Linked DNA regions of Sus scrofa: all the other regions are linked to region 3. The links are chromatin contacts, called in public Hi-C and promoter capture Hi-C maps. All regions are on one chromosome and are shown on one strand. Each heading gives the region's core, a stretch centred on a gene start, on an enhancer-like site or on the middle of the called end of the contact. The rest is flanking DNA. Distances are from core to core; before and after follow the strand shown.

Evidence for each region. Promoter capture Hi-C pulls out the DNA fragments that hold promoters and counts their contacts. A called contact is a pair of places that touch in the nucleus more often than the background predicts.
Region 1: a contact with region 3 is called in a Hi-C map of liver, with 7 times the contacts expected there. The contact joins the promoter of SMIM15 here to the promoter of DIMT1 in region 3. A contact is called at or near these places in 2 of 5 promoter capture datasets (fetal skeletal muscle and liver) and 1 of 47 Hi-C or Micro-C datasets (liver).
Region 2: a promoter capture Hi-C map of liver shows a contact between it and region 3, with 9 times the contacts expected there. The contact joins the promoter of NDUFAF2 here to the promoter of DIMT1 in region 3. A contact is called at or near these places in 1 of 5 promoter capture datasets (liver) and 2 of 47 Hi-C or Micro-C datasets (heart right ventricle and liver).

Annotation. Positions count from the first base shown.
Region 1 is chr16:39,956,786-39,960,337 of Sscrofa11.1, reverse strand. SMIM15 (small integral membrane protein 15) reads left to right here and starts at 1,696. Exons shown (of 3, transcript XM_003133993.5): 1 at 1,696-1,824; 2 at 2,979-3,115. LOC102161888 (a long non-coding RNA gene) reads right to left here and starts at 1,725. Exons shown (of 7, transcript XR_001301840.2): 1 at 1,328-1,725.
Region 2 is chr16:39,767,828-39,771,655 of Sscrofa11.1, reverse strand. It overlaps NDUFAF2 (mimitin, mitochondrial), which reads right to left and starts at 1,258. Exons shown (of 4, transcript XM_021077006.1): 1 at 1,036-1,258. The coding sequence starts at 1,162. It overlaps ERCC8 (DNA excision repair protein ERCC-8), which reads left to right and starts at 1,326. Exons shown (of 12, transcript XM_003133989.6): 1 at 1,326-1,482. The coding sequence starts at 1,406.
Region 3 is chr16:41,109,189-41,113,110 of Sscrofa11.1, reverse strand. It overlaps DIMT1 (DIM1 dimethyladenosine transferase 1 homolog), which reads left to right and starts at 1,908. Exons shown (of 12, transcript NM_001244313.1): 1 at 1,908-2,108; 2 at 2,444-2,517; 3 at 3,823-3,909. The coding sequence starts at 2,030.

The DNA.
Region 1 (3,552 bases), core at 447-2,946, 1.2 Mb after region 3:
TTTCTTCAGGTCCAAGACTCCTATGCATTTCTTTTTTTTGTTTGTTTTGTTTTTTTGTTTTTTTGCCATTTCTTGGGCCGCTCCCGTGGCATATGGAGTTTCCCAGGCTAGCGGTCAAATCGGAGCTGTAGCTGCCGGCCTACACCAGAGCCACAGCAACGCGGGATCCGAGTCGCATCTGCGACCTACACCACAGCTCACGGCAACGCCAGATCAATAACCCACTAAGCAAGGGCAGGGATCGAACTGAGACCTCATGGTTCCTAGTTGGATTCGTTAACCACTGCGCCACGACGGGAACTCCCTCCTATGCATTTCATATGGGATGCAGCAGAGCAAACTATTGGGAAGGCAGTAATTAGGAAAACTGTCTAACCACAATTAAAATAACACACATATTGGCCTCTGGAGTGAAGGACGTTAAAAATAAATTATGATCCTCTTCTGGAATTACTATTTGAGCAAGTTTTTAAAAAAAAAAAATCACGTAAGATTACCAGCAGCAAGTCAAGTTTTCAATACACAAAATCCAGTGACTGAGTCTGCTTTTTCTGGCTACTACAGGTACAGGCTAGGTCCAAGCAGCACAAGCTTTGAAACCATCATCCAAGTTTTCAAACAAGAATGACTAAGAAAACAACTGCTGCTAATACAACATACAAACATTAACATATGCCCAACGAACAGTATTTTAGATCATTAGATTATTTGCCAAAAGACTGTTCCCTGGTAAATAATAGTTACTGTTGTTATACCTAAACTAGTTATACATGTTACAGCTTGCTCCTCAAAGGGAACATTCTATAGTCTTTGAAGAATAAAAACCTGCTTTATTTGGCACACAAGAGTGAAGAGGTCTTGCAACATTTTAAGAAGTAGTCAAACAGAGCAGTTCAGTGCAAGCGATCACAAAATTTGATCACTAACCAAACCAGAGTTAATCTCTCAGTTCCTGTAGATTAGAAGACAGTATTAACTTACTCTGCTTGTTTACTTTTGCATCCCTTTGTGTATTGTAAGAACAAGTACCTCTGTGGGAACTCTATGCTCAGACAGCTTAACTATTTATCAAGTTTACTTTGGACAAGTATCGATCATTCTTTTGTGAAATGAGTGAGGTTCTTAAAATAAAACCCTTCTTTACACAGCATGGCTGCATTTTCCCTTAGTAAGAAGGTTCAGTGGATCCACCAAGGGCCGGCTGCTGCTTTGTCTCCTCGATGTGAGGCTTTAATATTGTCCAACTAGAAGATGAGAGGGGCAAAGGGTGGAGTGTGAACCAGAGGGACTCGCTAGAATCCTTCAGGAGTCGCTGTGTGACCCTCACCTTGACTCTGGGCGGTTTGTGGGAACCAACTCCTTTCTTGCTGCAGCTCTTTGGTCGGAGTTTTCGGGGGTCACCGATCTCACCCACCGGGGCCCTCAGCCCACGGCCCGGCTCCTGCAAGGGAGCGGCTGTTGCCCCGCTGACTTCGGGGGCAAAAGTAGGGGCCCCTCAGTGCTTCCACACCGGCTCTCGGAGGTCGGAACCCACCCGCGCCTCAGGCAGGGGGCCGCCCCTGTAGGAGGCTCGGGTCTTGGGCCCAGAGCCACAGACCAGCAAGGAGCCGCCGCTGGCCCCACGCGGCCTCACCTGCCACTACCCGGAAGCCGGGCGCCGCCCCGCCCTCCCCGCGTCCTCTAAGTCCGGATCTTGGGACCCACAGAGCAATGGCGCAGCCGGAAACTGGCCCCTCGACTTCCTCAGGCCGGATCCAGGCGAAGGCCGGCCTGTGGGCGGGTCGGGAAAGCCGCCGCTTCCGTCTTCCTGCTTCCGGCCTGGCGGTGAGTGGGGAGCAGGGTTAGGAGCTCAACGTTCCGGGCACGATGTAAGGAGGCTGGTGGTGCCAGCTGCCGAGATCTTGCCCCCATGCCCAGCGGTCGCGGATAGTGCGCCCGCTACGCGAGGTGTGGCGGGGACGACCCTGCATACCCGCGGACTGCCCGCTCTGCGAGCCCCGCTGGGCCCGCGCTCCCAGAGGCGGAGGGTCGGGTGAGCTTGGCCCCAGGGGCGGGCGGCCGGGTTGGATCAGGAAGAGTGAGCGAGGGAGACAAGTTCGGACGGCAGTGAGGTGCCATCAGTTGCATCTTTAGGCCCCGCGCGGGTCTGGTACGGAGAGCAAGTCCGGTTGACCCCTTTCGGAAGGTAGAAGAGTAATATTTATTCCTTAAAGTGTAGAGGAGCAGACGTTTGTGTCGAAATTGAGGGGCACCGAAGTTGCGTGTCCTGTGGACGGTAACTCTTCTCTGTGATAATGGCTAAAACTTTGCTAGAACTAGGTCTTTTACTTCCGCTTTCCTTTTATTGCAGAGTTCTTTTGCTTATTTCTGAGTATTGCATTAGTTAATTCATTAGTGGGCTAGAGAAGCTAAAGAAACATATCAGTAGAGCCTAGTTTAGGTGGGAGCGGACGAATTGGGGGGCAGGGGAAGCTAAGACGGTATCTTAGTCACTTTAATGTGTCTTCAGTTGAAAATACGGAGAAATTGTGATAGGATATAATTAAAGCCAACGATGGTAGTTTTATTTAGGTGATGAGATTGTGGGTGATTTGCTTTACTTATCTCTGATAAAGAACACAAATTGTATAATAGAGAGACAAAAAAAAAAAAAAAAACCTTTAAAGAGTAAGGCAGTATTTGATTTTGCGATTGTATACCTAACCCTGTAAGCAAATAATTGACGTTTTAGTAAATGTTATTGATCTTATGAGTAAAAAATTTTATTGTTGAAATAAGTAATTTAGTAAAATATTTGATCTCTAGTAATTAGGATTTTCTTAGAGGGCATTTGCAATTGTGTAATTATTTCTTTCTCTAAATTAGAAATAGCTATTAAATGTATATAATGTGCCAGGCAATTTTACATGTCATTTATAAGTTGTATAGAATTATAATTATCCTTAAAGATGTGACTTTAATTTTTTTCTTTTATCTAGTCTTTTCAACCCAACCAGGACATAGAATTTAAGCCTTCTCTCCTAAGTGTATGGTAGAACTAAAGACGACAACTAAGGGTCACCTGACATTGTGATTGGCTGATAATCCCAGGACAAAATTACTATTCAAGCATAAGGTAGATGATTTTTTTAATCCCAGGTGAAATTTTAATTGACTGTATACACACCCATTCCTACCCAGATATTCTAATTCTACACTTTGAATAGAGATGACACAAACCTGAAAGGCTGAAAAGCCTCTGAAGCAAAAGAGAAAAATGTCACTCAAATCCATAACATCCGAATTTGCTAGATGATCCTTCCTTACCAACCCCAAATGGAACAAAATGCATGGCACCTGTAATTTTTTCATTTATTAAATGTGTTCTCATTTACTGAATCATGTCCTTAAAGCTGAAAGAGGTCATAAACTAGCATGTCACACCTTTTGCTTATATCTCTTTATATATGAATGGATATTTCTGTGGTTTTCTTTTTTTTTCCATATTGTAATATTCGAAATGCCCAGGAAATATATTTTATTTTATTTTATTTTCCCTCTGTGGTTTTCTTA
Region 2 (3,828 bases), core at 9-2,508, 1.3 Mb after region 3:
CTGTGGCTCCACTAGGAATGAAGGAGAAATCCTCTGTCAGGCGTTAAAGGAAATGAACAGAACACAATTTTGAAAGGTCTTAGTGCTTCTCAATATTGTTGCTATTATTATCATCTCTAACTTTGAGGTGAAGATACTAAGACTTGGGGAGGATAAATATTTTGTCCATGATCCCTCAGCTATTAGGTATCAAAGTCGAGATTCTTACCCAAACGTTTCTAAACCCAAAGCTTGAGATCTTCTGAAATCGTGATGTTTGAACAATACAGCTTATGACGGCTGCCACGTGGTGTGATTTCAATGGACAGGAAGGTCCCTACCTCCCCAAACACCAAGACTTTGCACATTCCTACACAGAAGTACGGTTAGAACCATGTATCTTAAAGTGAGCTCAACAAGTTTCTGGAGGGCAACCTCGCAGTAAAGGTAACCTGGAGCCTTGCGGGTATCTTCTTCCATACTGTCACTGTACATGGACCTACTTCAAACAGTTTTGGCCATAAGGAAGGTGACGCATGGGGCCAATGCCAAAGTCACGGGGAAAAAAAGATTAACGCTAAGAAAGATGAGAGCGGAGGCGCTGAAAATACACCTCTTAAATTACTTCACGCCGGCCTGCTCCCAAAGCCGGCACGGAGGAGGAAAGGCACTTCCCCGCCACTTCAAGCACCTTTGGTAAAAGGCCTCAGTGGACTAGTCCCCGTCTACGTCGCCCCATGGTAAACACCCACACTGGGGCGCCCTCCACCTGCAAGACTGTAGGTGCTGGGCGAAGGGTGAGTGCGGTGCTAGCGCCAGCCGCGGCAGGCTGCGGACCCCGGCGCTGCAGCTGAGGTACCTCGGTCACACATGGGGCCGCTCACCCAGAGCGGACGCAAAGCCAGCGGCCAGAGTGGAGGGGGCGGCGAGATAACCAACTCGGGTTGTGCACTCTGGTGATTATCACAAGTGCCGCACGTCGCTTTAGTTAACTAGACGCTCCCCCTTTCCTCTCACTTCGTGACCGCGCAACCTGCGCCCCTGCCCACATCTCACCTCTCCAGTTCTTGTGCTCCGGGATATAGTAGTATTTGTTCCCGAACCGGTCTGTGCCCACTTGCTCCTTCACTTCCTTCGACAGTGCTCGCCACAAGACGCGGAACAAACCCTGAGGCCAGCCCATGTTTCCGGATCACCTTCCAGCGCCAGTAGCGGTAAGACCTGCCGGGATCCAGGCTACCAAGGGGAGAACGCCCCCGCCGCCGACCCCGCCCACCGGCTGAGAGCAATCCACCCTCTAGTAACGGCACTCACCATTGGTGGGATCGCATCATGCTTAACCAATGTGAGACTCCGCTGCTACACCCGCTGCCTCCGAGTTCTGTCATGGCGGCGTCCAGCTCTCCACCTGGGGTAAAAGGAAGGGATGCTAGGGTTTTTGTCGGCGCGACAAGCGGGTTTGGAGGACCCTCTTCGCCTACGGAGAGCGGAGTCCACACGGAGGTAAAGAAAACCTTAGTTTTTTTCTAGTACGCCAGTTAAAATCTGAACCAATGGCTATGTTAGCCTTGCTCATACTTTCCCTCCTCATTATCCTTTTACTCCCACCACGCTCGACTTTACTCCTGTGTCTTGAAAAAATAAAATATCTGTTGTATACCTGTAGTCAGGTGGGTACCATCGTGAAATCGGGTGAAGGCGCTATAAACCTAATGAGGATATTTTTGTGGTTTTTTTAATTCGCTATTTTATGATTGAGTGTTGTGCCAATTTCTGCTGTATAGAAAAGTAACTCAATTATACAGGCACACACACATTCTTTAAATTTGCGGGTTTTTTATGTTTTGGTTTGTTTTGGTTTTTGGCCCGGCCTGGGACATAGGGAAGTTCTAGGGCCAGGGATCCAACCCTAGCCACAGTTGTAACCAGAGCCACAGCAGTGACAAGGCTGAATCCTTAACCGACTGGGCCACCAGGGAACTCCCGAGGATATTTTTGTTTTACTTTATTCCTTCTCCCTCCTTCCTTCCTCACCTCCCAAGGAGTAACTCTCCTCCAAGAATTCCGTCTTTCATTCTGTCGATGTATTTAGTGAGATCCTTCTGTGTGCTAAGCAATATGTTAAAGGCAGAGCACGGGCCAGAAATGAACAAAGTTTAACGTAACTACAGCAGAGGATTCAGCAGAGAGAGGGCCACTGACAAAAGATGAAGCTGGAGAAGTAGGCAGAGGCAAGATGAGGAAGAGACTTGTGTGCTTGGTTGAGAGGTATGAAGATGAGAATAAAGTGACAAGTATTGCATTTTGTCATCTGCTTGGAGAATGAATTGAAGTTCAGAGCAAGACTGGGAGCTAAGTTAGGTAACTTGCAAGGAGAGAGTTGAGCCAGGGACTTGGCAGTTGGAACAAAGAGGATGAAGATACTTGAAAAATAAGAAATGCAGTCACCATGGAAATTAATTGGATATAGGAAAATGATGAAAAGGGAGGAATCAGCAATGATTCCCAGCTATGTGCCTTGTGTGGCAGGGTGAATCATGGTGTTATCTTTTCCCAAAGAGGGAGCAAGTTTTACTTTAATTTTGCTCATACTGATTTTTCCCATATTGCTGTCAAGGAACTTGTGAAGATTTCACTTGGAGAGTGGAGTAGACAGTTGCATATATACGTTTGATGCTCAGGAGAAATTTAGGTATCTTTAATGCAAGATGATATGTGAAGCAAGGGGGACATAAGATTTCCTAGCCACTATTTGTGGAGTAAAGAGAGAGAAGCTATTCAATGATAAAAAAAACCTGAAAAATATTAACACTTAAAGTTAAGCAGAAAATGAGATTGCAGAGGAACTGAAAAGGAGTAACCGGAGGGATAGAAGGAAAATCAGGGTAATGAGGTATCATGGCTGCTAAGGGAAGACTGTCTAAAGAGGAAGTTATCAAATGTGTCAGTCGCTGCTCCCAAATCCCTTCTTTGCTCTCAATGGTTCTCCATCCCATTACTCTGCTTTATTTTCTTCATTCAGTTTATTGCCACCGAAATTGTATATGTGTTTATTTTCTTGGTAGTATATTGTCTCCTTAATCCTGGTATTCCAATTGCCTGGAAGAGGGTTTGGCATTATGATCTTAATAATAATCTTAATAATTAATGGGGAAAATTACAGTTGTTCTGTGACTTTAAAATTTTTTCGTCAAAACACTAGAATACTCTGTTATGTATGGATAGGGAAATGAAAAAAATAGTAAAACTAACACTTAATACACTTTAAGTAAAATACTATGTTTCAGCCCTAAAAAAAGGCCAAAAAAAAAGTAATTTGAATAGTGCTTGTCTTTCTAATCATTGCACAACTTACAGTATAAGCTGAGCATCTTTTCTATACATTAGCTAATTATTACATTCCTTTCTAAGTTTGTATCAGATTCCAACATTTTTTCCTTTACATCCTCAATGTCATGAAATATCTCAGAGCTTTTTTAATGTGAAGATTTTTGCCAGTGTCTCTTCCTCTAGGACATCTTCAGCCTTTTCATCACAAACACTTTTCCTCATTTATATTGATAAGTTTGCCTTCCTTGGTCTGCTCATCTAGAGTTCCTAAAATGGCAGCAGAGTCAACAGTCCCATAGTCACCTATATCTTCCATAATTCCATTTACATTCAATTTGAGTTTCACTTCCAGCATTATCACTTTGTGTTGCTTTCGTACACTTTAGTTTTATTTCCCGGTTCCTTCATTCAGTTATGTGTTTTGAGAAATTCCTTGTGGGTTTATCTCAGGGACATGATGGTAACAAAGCTAAATGCTGTGTATGAACTGAATAACAAATGTACAGTGATCATCCAAGA
Region 3 (3,922 bases), core at 659-3,158:
TTTTTAGGGCCGCACCCATGGCATATGAAGGTTTCCGGGCTAAGGGTCTAATCTGAGCTGACAGCCTACGCCAGAGCCACAGCAACTCAAGATCTGAGCCGTGTCTGAGACCTACACCACAGCTCTGGGCAATGCCAGATTCTTAACCCACTGAGCGAGGCCAGGGATGGAACCCAAAACCTCATGGTTCCTAGTCAGATTTGTTTCTGCTGCACCCGCTGCACCACGACAGGAACTCCCACATACTCATTTATTTATTTATTTATTTTCTGTCTTTTTGCCTTTTTCTAGACCTGCTCTTGCAGCATATGGAAGTTCCCAGGTCTAATCGGAGCTGTAGCCACCAGCCTAGCCAGAGCCACAGCAACGTGGGATCCGAGCTGCATCTGCGACCTACACCACAGTTCACAGCAACGCAGGATCCTTAACCCACTGAACAAGGCCAGGGATCGAACCCACAACCTCATGGTTCCTAGTCAGATTTGTTAACCACTGCACCACGGCGGGAACTCCACATAGTCATTTATTTAATGCAGTTCCTACCCCAGCATCACACAATTCCCTAGGACTAATGGATTCATGAGGCATCCAATACTGTCTCACTTCAGAGAGAAAAAAGAATTGGATGAAATTTGGCCAGAATAAATGATACAATCATTAGAACAGCTTCCCTGTACTGATGAGGATAGCCCTCCTAATCCTTTTTCATTTATGGAGGAATTTCCCGACCAACTATATTAGTGTAGAAAATAGTGATTCCCTACCTACATTGTGCATCAGAATCTCCTAGAGGGTCTGTCAAAAATGCATTTGCCAGGGCCAAATCCTATTATGATCCAGTGTGTTTAAGGTAGGCCCTTGGAAAATGAATTTTCATTACGTGTTGCATTAGTTTGCTAGGGTTGCCATAATAAAATATGCCAGACTGGGTGGCTTAAATGACAGAAATTTATTTATTTATTTTTAATTTAATTTAATTTAATTATATATATATATATTTTTTTTTTTGCTTTTTCAGGCCCACACCTGAGTCATTTGCAAGTTTCCAGGCTAGGGGTCTAATCAGAGTTACAGCAACTTGGGGATCTGAGCTGCCTCTGCAACCTACACGCAGCTCAGGGCAGTGCTGGATCCTTAACCCACTGAGCGAGAACAGGGATCAAACTCGCATTGTCGTGGACCCTGGTTGGGTTCATTAACCACTGAGCCACGAAGGGAACTCTGACAGAAATTTATTTTCTTACAGTTCTGGAGGCTAGAAGCCAAGATCAAGGTGTCAGCAGAGTTGGTTTCTCCTGGGGTCTCTCTTAGCTTGCAGATGGCTTCCTTCTGGCTGTGTCATGACACAGTCTTTCCTCTGAGCACAACCCCCCTTTTGTGTGTCTAAAGTAAACCAGTCAGAATGGATTAGGTCACAGTCTGAGGTCCTCATTTTAACTTAAAACACCTCTTTTAAGTTCCTTTCCACAAATCAAGTAGTGGAGGACTCCAACCCCCAGAGAAGCAAGCTCTTCATCCCAAATTCCTGGGATTCTCACCCCACAATCTGCTGGGAAACAGGAGATAGGCAGGTGACATAATAAAAAAAACATTTGGCTTCAGCAATTCTAGAACCTGGCCTGAAAAAGCCAGGCCTAAATTTAAACCGCCTCCAACATCTCTGGGTACACACCAAAACGTACTTAACTAGCTCCAAGCTGTAAGAACAACAAGCCCCGCCCCCATTCTAAACTAGCCAATCCAAACTGATCTGTTGCGTGGCGCCTTCTGGGATTTGTAGGCTCCGGAGGTAGGCTTTCCCTTCAGTTTATGACTACAATTCCCAGCAGCCATCTGGCTCCAAGGTCGGGTTCAGTCTCTGAGGGCGGACCCCAGAGCAAACCAGGGGGCGGGTTCTCGCCCCTCCCAGACGTGATCCGAACCGGTGCTGGGGGTGCAGGCCGGCGATTCCCACGTGGTGCACTTTCTCGGGATTAACGGGTTAGGTTCTCCCTAACTTAACCTGCCTGTGGGCCCGCTGCGGGAAAAGATGCCGAAGATCAAGTCGGGGGCGAGCGTCCGTCGCCGCGAGCGGCAACAACAACGCCGGGAACTGAAGAGCGCCGGAGGTGGGGACAGCCGAGGAGCAGGGTCGAGTCAGGTCTTCCGGCAGGACCAAGCCCGGGGCGAGGACGGAGATGTGGGTCGGGACAGTGAGACTGGGCGGGATTCCCGATCCGGGAGCGCAAGTCCTAGGTTTCCCCGAGCGCCGGCCACAGGCCCGGCGCGCCGCCCTCTCGCTTCCTTTTCAGCAGAAGGGGAGGACTTAGTTTATCAATCCTAGCTTGATGTTTGGTTCTTCTCGGCACAGAAATCTTCCCTCAACTCTCCTACTTTCTTTTAAGGGACAGTCTAATATTTGATTTTAGTTAGGAAATTAAGGCTGTTTCATGTTTTCTTACAGGACTCATGTTCAACACGGGCATTGGGCAGCACATTTTGAAAAATCCTCTCATTGTTAACAGCATTATCGATAAGGTGGGTGTGGAATAGGAAAGGGAGAGTTATTGGGTAATTCATTTTATTTTTAGGAATATCTAAGCACGGAAAGGATGTCAGGCACCAATTAGATGCTGTATAAATACCTGTTGGATGAATTGAAGAATTGTGTAGGATTCACAAGCTGTCTTCAGTATGATTTGCTTCATTCTGTGGATCTCGGTTTCTCCGGACTCCAAATTCTTTTGTCTTTCTGTAGAGTATTTACTTCTTAGCTTGACATTTCTACTTGTTGCATTCCAGATTATTATTCTTCTATTCCAAATCACTTTTTCTAGGCACCATCTATCACTGCTAATTTTTATTTACTCCATAGCCTAAAAATGTGTCTGAACCTTTAAAAGTTTGTTTCCCAGAGAAACTTAAGTGGTATAAGGCAATGCCACATTGGAGTATATTTCCTGTCTGGGTTATCGATTTTACCTTACTGTTTTAGATGACTGAGCGCTAAGACATGAAACTTAGGTCGTGCAAATTACTTTCATGTTGCAAAGGAAGCATCTTGAAGCTGTTGAAAGAACATGAATTTACACTAGGATCTCATCTTGACGTGGTGTCATTTGCAGAATGAGAGCTGGCTTTATTTTTAGCATTTTTTTTTTTTTTTTGGCTGCACCCACAGCATATGGAGGTTCCACAGCTAGAGACTGAATCCGAGCCACAGCTGTGACGTATCAGCTGTGGCAACGCCTGATCTTTAAGCCACTGTGCCACAGCGGGAACTCCCTATTTTTAACATTTTTGGCTTACAGATTCCTTTGAGCATCTCCTAGAAGCCATGGAATCGAATACTGTAGCTGTGTGCATACAGATACCCAGATTTATGTACAATTTCTAGATACTCCTGTATCCCTGAAACCGTACAAGGATGTAAAATTGAGAGATCCTAGTACAACATGCTGTGGTTCTCAGGCAAGGTCATCATTTTGACCTTTCCAGTTTGAACCTGGTGGTAACAGAGTTGGTAACTTGATGCTTTTGGAATCATTTCAAAGCTAGAAAGCAGAGTGCCACTCTCAGAACGAACTGCTCTTCCTGTTTTTCCGACGCCTAACTTTTCTGACTCCTAACTATTGCCCCAAATTAGAAGTGTTAGATTTCCACTTGCATCTAATGTTAATGAGATGATTTCGTTAAGCGCATAGGTCATGAAGGAATCACCTAAAAATGAAATGAGAATAAAGATCTCCTAACTGAGCACTTTTGAGTAAAGATATTCAGATGTAAATTAAATTATGTGTTCAGATGAGCCTGTAAATCTAAAGTGGTTGTGCTTGCTTGCAGGCTGCCTTGAGACCAACTGATGTGGTGTTGGAAGTTGGACCTGGAACTGGCAATATGACTGTAAAGTTGCTAGAAAAGGCAAAAAAGGTAAAAAGAGGAT